2 separate regions of the Sus scrofa genome follow, and region 1 is linked to region 2. A link is a contact called in public Hi-C data. All regions are on one chromosome and are shown on one strand. The core of a region is the stretch at or near the end of the contact, and the rest is flanking DNA. Distances in the headings are between cores, read along the strand shown.

Region 1 (3,430 bases), core at 21-2,520, 120 kb before region 2:
CTTCCCGGCGGCCACGGCTGGTTCGGATTGTGATTCTGTTTAAGCCCATGATTCAAGTCCGCTGTGGCTACAGCAGCAGACAGGAAGGGCTGGCCTCGCAAAAAAAAAAAAAAAAAAATCGACACTAGCAATGGAAATCACTCAGTGTTGTGTCAGACGTGCTATGTGGTGTCCACGCGTTGTCACACGTGGCCCTTGTGACCGTCGCTTTAGGCAGTTTGAACCCCGTGGCCTTTCTGTGCAGGTGCCGTGTGCAGGGGGTTCACGCTTGCTCTGTTGCTCTGTGCTCTTGGGGGAGATGGCTAACTTCTCTGGGCCTCGGTTTGGTCACCAGGTGTGGGATATGGGAGCCAGAGGCCCTCGAGCTGGCCCTGGCTGGAGCTGGCTGCGTCGGCACCGCCTCCAGCAGGAAGGCCCTGGGTGCGGAGGCCCGGCCGTCGCAGGCCCCCGCCCCCCAGGAGAGTCGTGTAGGAGGCCTTGGTGGCCTGGGAGTGAGGGCTCGGGCTCTCCTCGGAGCTCAGATCATGCCCGGGCAGGGAGACACCTGACACCGCCTTGGCCTCACGGCCTTGCTCAGGGCACTGGTGCATTGGGGGCCTAGGGCCAGAGAAGGGTGGCCCCGCCCAGAACCACCTGCCACCAAACCCAGTTAAGGTGTGGCGGAAGGACCACGTGCCAGGCCATCGAGGGCCGCAGTGGTCTGGACCCTGGGAAAACGAAGCACGGCTGCCTCTGGCCCTTCCCTGTGGCAGGTACTTGGCACAAGGAGGCAGGAGCCCCTCCTGAGCCCTCCAGCCTGGAGTGTAGTGTGGGGCACCCCTGGCCCCAGCCCTTGCCCCGAGGTACCCCTCCGCCCCTGCCCCTTCTGCAGGCGGTTCCGGGGATGGGGCCCCCGATGTCTGGCACATCTCTGCTCCACCCCTCTTGCCACGGAGGCCTCCCCTGAGCAGCCCGTTTATAGACCCCCCCACCAGCTGCCCCGCCCTCTGCAGCAGTCCCTGCCCTCCCTGGAGGCAGGGCTCTCTCCTGTCGTGTCTTGTCCCCGGCAGCCCAGAGCAGGAACGAATGGACACGTGCTCCTGGAGGGCTCGGCCCTGCTCTGCCACCCCCGGGCCACTCTGCAGCCTGGCCTCCAGGGACCAGCAGCTTCAGTCCTGGGGGCCTGGCTTGGGGGAGCCCACCTGCAGCTAGGGGTGCCAGGCTCCTGGAGGGCAGGGGCCTGGGCAGCGGGGGGTGTGTGTTCGCCTGAACGTCTTTATCAGGGGGCAGCTCGCCGACCATGTGATCTGCCCTTGAGAGCGCCATTCACGGACTTGCGGCAGACCCACGAAACTGTGCAGCCCTCACCGCGACCTAATTTTAGAACATTTTCGTCACCCCCTTTAGCGATCACTCATTCCCGCTTCCCTCTCGCCCCTGGCAGCCGCTAATCTGCTTTCTGTCTCCGCGGATTTGCCGGCCCTGGACGCGTCATATCAGGGTCGTCCGCCGCGTGCCCGTTGCCTCTGCTTCCCTTCACTTCGCGGAATGCGTTTCGGGCCGTGCGGTAGCGCGTGGTGACAGAACCGGGCTTGGCGCCGCATCTGGAGCGAGGTCCCTCCTCCCCTGTGCCAGGGGCCCTGGCCGGCCTGTCTCGCCGTCGTGCTGAGCTCGCCGGGCCTCACCGGGCACGTGGGGTCAGAGTTCACAGAGCCTCTGCTGCAGCCGCGCCGGCTGACAGCTCTGCGCATTCCCACGCCGCAGGCGCCGCCACCCAGTTCGCGTAGCTCATTGTCAGCGGCCTTTGGCCCACTTGCCATTTATGTGAGCTGCACTCAAGTCACCTCCTCCAGGAAGCCTTCCTGGCCTTCCACACCCCTAGGGTCAAAGCCCTTGTGCCTGCCATCCTGTGTGTGGTCCTCTGTTTACACCCCTGCCTGGTCTCCCTGGAGACGGTGTCTGGGAGGGGTGGTGGGGCGGGGGCCTGCGTGTGGCATGTCTGCGGGCTCTCTCACTGACCACCCCACTCTTTCTCTTCCTCATTAGCCTTCTGTTATGATGGGACCACTTGACTTTGGAACTCTATTGTCTGTGTCCTCCCGAGCCCTCAGGGGCAGGCCTGGGTCTGGCTGTGGTTTGTCCTGGATATTCAGGCCGAGCTGCTGCCGTACCAGCCTCCCCCCCGCCACCCCATGCCCTGCACTGGGTGGCATCATGGATTTTTGTTCTTCTTTTGTTTTCTTTTTTTTTATCTTCTGTTTTTTTAGGGTTGCACCTGTGCCATATGGAAGTCCCCAGGCTAGGGCTCTAGTCGGAGCTGTAGCTGCTGGCCTACACCACAGCTCACGGCAGTGCTGTGTCCTCAACCCCCTGGGCGAGGCCAGGGGTCGAACTCGCACCCTCATGGTTCCTAGTCGGATTCGTTTCTGCTGCATCATGATAAGAACTCTGTTTTCTTCTTCTTTTTTTTAATGATAGACTATATTTTTAGGACAGTTTTAGGTTTGCAGAAACATTACAAAGATAACAGAATTCCCATACATCTGCTCCCCCCCGAGTTTCTCGCATGCCCCTTTTTGTAGGGCCACACCTGCGGAGGTTCCCAGGCTGGGGAGGTCGAATCAGAGCTGTAGTCACCAGTCTGAGCCACAGCCGCAGCAGCGCAGGATCTGAGCTGCGCCCGCGACTCACACCGCAGCTCACGGCCAGGCCGGATCCTCAACCCGCTGGGCGAGGCCAGGGGTCGCATCTGCGTCCTCGGGGCTGCTAGTCAGATTCGCCAAGCGCTGAGCCACGGCGGGCGCTCCGCCGCGGGCGCATTCGTAACCGAAGTGTGCCGTTTATTTGAACGTCCTTAGCTTTACCTGCTGTCCTTTCTTCCCGGGACCCTTCCCAGGACACCCGACGCCGTGTAGCTGTCACGTCTCCCCAGGCTCCGCTGGGCCGGGACGGTTTCTCGGGATTTTCTCATCTTGGATACTTGCTAGTGTCAAGGAGGGTTGGGCTGGGTTCGCTGTGGATTCCTCTCCGCCACTGGAATGGGGTGTTTCTCGTGGGGTCAGGCTGGAGTCCTGGGTCGGGGAGGCACCCCATCCCCTCCCGTCAGGGCTCGTGTCCTCAAGGGGACCCATCACCGTGCTGGTGGCCTGGCGCAGGCCTCGCTCTTCCCCGTGTCCACCCCGTCCTCCTTGGAAGGAAGCGTGACGTGCAGCCTGGCGCGAGGGGCCCCGGGGCGGCGTGTCTGCGCCGTGACTTGGAATCCTCTGAGTGGGAGACGGCCTCTTCTCCCCTACTTAGTAATTTACTCAGTCACTTTGTGCGTCAGCATGGATTCATGTCTGCTCAGTTTATACACCGAGTTATGATGCAACTCACATTATTTACTTTGGTTTGAAAATGTTTCTTTTTTATTCAAGTGTAGTTGATTTACAACGGCCTGTCAATTTCTGCT
Region 2 (3,476 bases), core at 414-2,913:
AAGCGGTCCCTGCTCCTCCTGCCGGCTTCAGTAGCCACAGACCTGGGGTTCACGTTCCCTCCGCCCTGCTCACTCAATCCCGCAGACTCAGCCCTGCTCCCACTCCTGCCTGGACCAGGCCAGCCGCCTGCATTCCTCGTCCTTCCCGTCTGCTCTCCTCCAAGCCGCCAGGTTAAGATGGATAGAGCCCTCCAGGGGTCCCCATCTCAGTCCCCCTAGGCAAACAGCTCCGGCCTCCAGGCCTCCCGCCAGTCTCAGGCCTTGGCATCTGCTGTCCTCCTGCCTAGGCCATCTCCCAGCAGCAACACAGGACTCTCCAAGGCTCTGGCTCAGTGAGGACTCCTGGGATCCCCTGTGTCGTGGAGACCTAACCCCACCCTACAGGGCTCTCTCAGACCTGCAGGCCTGTCTCTCCTGCTAATGGAAAGTGCTCCACTGTGGCAAGGACTTTGCCCTGTGTGCGGCCTCCAAGGCAAGGAACCGCTGTACCCTCTGAGACAGGCGCCACAAAAACTTGCAAAGACCAATGAATGAGAGGGAACACACCCAGGCTCTCCCAGCCATGTCGCCTCCCCGCTTCTCACTGTCCAAACAGCCTTCTGTAAGCCTCCTCCAGCCCAGTGTCAAATGACCTCCCCTTGATAAGCCTCTGCCCATCCCTCTGCCACCAGACGGCTTGGCCCCCTTTGGGGGCATTGTGCCCTCTTGATTTAAATTACACTTCTCCAAATCGGTGGGCCGCTGCAGGTCACGTGTACCAGCCTGTCGCAGCAAAATTAACACCCCCCCCAGCCCATCCCACCCCGAAGGTCACAAGCTCTTCTTTCACTTTAAAACAGGAATTCCCGACCCGCCTCTGGATCCACGCTAACGAAAAGCACCCGTCCTCCGGGTAAACTGAAACCGAGGTGGCGGCGGGGCGGGGGGGGGGGGGGCGCCGGCACCCCCTGGGGATCGTCCGTAGTCAATCCCGCTGTCCCTGTGGATGGGGCCCGGCAGACACTTGCGGGCGGGTCGCAGAGATGCGGCCCGGTTCCGGCGACACCTCCCGGGGTTCCGGCGACACCTCCCGGGCCGCAGACCTCCCCCGGCGGGCACGACCCCGCGCCTCCGCCTCCGGGGTCGCCTCCCTGCGGGGCCCGCAGGTGCCCCCGCTCCCGCCCTCCCCGCGAGCACCTCCGGGCTCGCTCTTCGTCATCCGGGTCCCGAAGGGCGCGTACACACCCTCGGCGCCCAGGACTCCTTCCTGCCAGCTGCTGCCCAGACCCCCGCCCCCGTCTCCAGGCCTCTCCCGTCCCGGGGCCCCCGCCCCTCCCTCCCCGGCCCCCCGGGTCTCGCCCGCGGGCGGGCGGCGACACTCACCCGCGCCGGGGTCGCCGGCTCCGGGCCCCGGGCTCCGCCACCAGCGCAGCAGCGCCCGCGCGGGGTCGAGGCTCACGGCGCAGCGCTGCTGCTTCACCCACAGCACGGAGCGCAGCGGCTCCGCCGCCCCCATCGCGCCCAGCGCCCGCAGCGCCGCCTGGTCGGCCGGGCCGGGGGCGCGGGGCGGCGCGCGGACACCGAGGGGCGCGGGACCGTTAGCGGCCCCTGGAGCCCGGCCGGGTCGCGGCGGCGGCGGCGGCGGCGGCGGGGCGGGCGGGGCGCGCGGGCGGGCGGCGCTGCGTCACCCCGTACGCAGAGCGGCCGCGGGGACCGAGGAGGGGCCACGGGGGACCGGGCGGGGGACGGGAAGGGGGCGGCGGGGGAGCTCGGGGTCCGAGAGGGGGCTGGGCCGGGCCGAGGAAGGGCCCGGCGGCGGGGGGGGGGGCGGGGCTGTGGGACGAGGAGGGGGGGCGAGGAGGGGCCGGGGTGGGGGAGGGAGGGGGAGGGGGCAGAGAAAGGGGCGGGAGGAGGGACAGTCCCATCGATCAAAGAGGGGGCTGGGCTGAGGTCGGGCCACGCGGACCCCGCGCGCGCGCCCAACGCATCGGAGCCAACCAGGAGGGGGCAGCTTCCTTTTGCAGCCGATCTTAGGGTCCTGGCTGCAGTAGCTGGGGGCGTGGGGTTCAGGAACCCCCAGGGCGGGTCGTTGTGACGGGCTGCGTCCCCTGGTGGTGCAGAAATGCTGTCCGGAGGCCACCGGCCTTGGGTGGGCCTGGTTTTCCGGTGGGCCAGTCCTTATGCAGCCGTCATGGTCACCTACGGAAAGCGTGGGCCTTGTGGAACCCCGCATGGAACGGGGCGGAACCACGTCCTCTGCCCATAGGCCCATTCTCGTGGCGGCGCAGGGGAGCAGGAATCCAGCTGTTCCACGCTCCTGAGAGGGGCAGTTGCAGGCCCTGAGGCTTCCGCAGCAAGGGATGAAGCCAGCATTTGGACCAGGCAGCGTGGGTCAAAGGGCCCTGGTGCCTGCACACCTGGGCTGGGGACGGATTCGCCCTGAGGAGGCAGGATCTGGTCACAGGGAGCTGAGGCAGAGGTCAGAGGCCTGCCAGGGGCCAGCCATCCTTTACCGCCTGCAGAAGTTGGGCTGGGGGCTGCTGAGAGCAGCTGGGCGTCTCCCAGCCCCAGGTTCTCCTGGCCAGCCCGCCTGCGAGCCGAGCCGAGGATGCTGAGCGTAAGCTGGCAGGGAACCCTGCCTCCTCCTGGCTGGAGGAGGAGGTCTGCTCTTAGGGGACTGGGAGGTGGGGGGCGGCAGGCAGCTGAGCCCTCCCCTCCCCTCTTGGGCAGGCCCAGGGAGAGGGGGCTGCGGTTCTGAGTGCTTTGCCAAGAGCCAACAGCCTGGTGCCCCCAAATTCTCTTCCTCATCCCCCAGCTCCGCTCCACTGTCCCCTCTCCATAGGGGATGGGGCCTTCCCATCCAGCCAAATGGAGCGCCCCAGCCGGGGGGCTCAGCCCTGCTGTCCACCCCTCAGCCCCACAGGGCCTTAGACCTGCTTCTCCCTGAGGCCTCCATCCTGAAATCAGGTGGGCGTGCAGTCAGCGGTCCGTGTTTCTTCCCTGAGCACACCTGTCCCACAGTCATCATTCAGAAGCTGCCATTCAGAGAAAAAGTCGCCTAGAGGCACAGGGCTCAGAAGCAACAGGGCCGGCTCCCCTGGCCCAAGCCACCTGTGCCCCCCCCCCCGCCACTCCCTCCCCAGCCCTGCTTTTCCTGGGCTCCTCCTGCAGGAGTTTTCCCTGCAGACGGCAGAAGGGCAGGCCCGCGACCTTGCTGCCTGTGTCTGGCAGCTGCCTGTGCCTGGCACTGGGCAGCCACACGTACAGGTCTTATCCTGCCAGCTCCCTGTGTGATTCACTCCTCTCCCAGAGCCCAGCCCCTGTCCAGCCCGGGTACAGGGAGCAGGGAGTGAGGATAGGGCAGAAGGCGAGGTGTGAGTTCTAGCCCCTCCCTTGGGTAAGCCGTACCTGTTCTCCCAGCCCAGTAGGACTTACGGCAGCAAGGCCTGCCCTGCTCCCCTCCCATGGCTGCTGCTCTGAGAGGCCCCAAGAATGTG

The links. Hi-C and Micro-C count contacts between places; a contact is called where the count stands out from the background.
Region 1: a contact with region 2 is called in a Hi-C map of fetal heart ventricle, with 4 times the contacts expected there. The contact joins the enhancer-like site here to the promoter of CERK in region 2. A contact is called at or near these places in 1 of 5 promoter capture datasets (liver), 10 of 47 Hi-C or Micro-C datasets (embryonic fibroblasts, fetal heart ventricle, heart right ventricle and 5 more) and 2 of 2 datasets of contacts at active chromatin or transcription factors (alveolar macrophages and skeletal muscle).

Annotation. Positions count from the first base shown.
Region 1 is chr5:2,939,456-2,942,885 of Sscrofa11.1, reverse strand. All of the region lies in intron 1 of GRAMD4 (GRAM domain-containing protein 4), which reads left to right. Among named protein-coding and RNA genes, the nearest start is that of GRAMD4, 6.6 kb to the left of the region's middle. Within about 2 kb of position 1,270, at least 7 of the 83 cell types and tissues checked have an H3K27ac peak or open chromatin away from gene starts, as enhancers often do.
Region 2 is chr5:2,816,925-2,820,400 of Sscrofa11.1, reverse strand. CERK (ceramide kinase) reads right to left here and starts at 1,663. Exons shown (of 14, transcript XM_021093094.1): 1 at 1,363-1,663. The coding sequence starts at 1,663.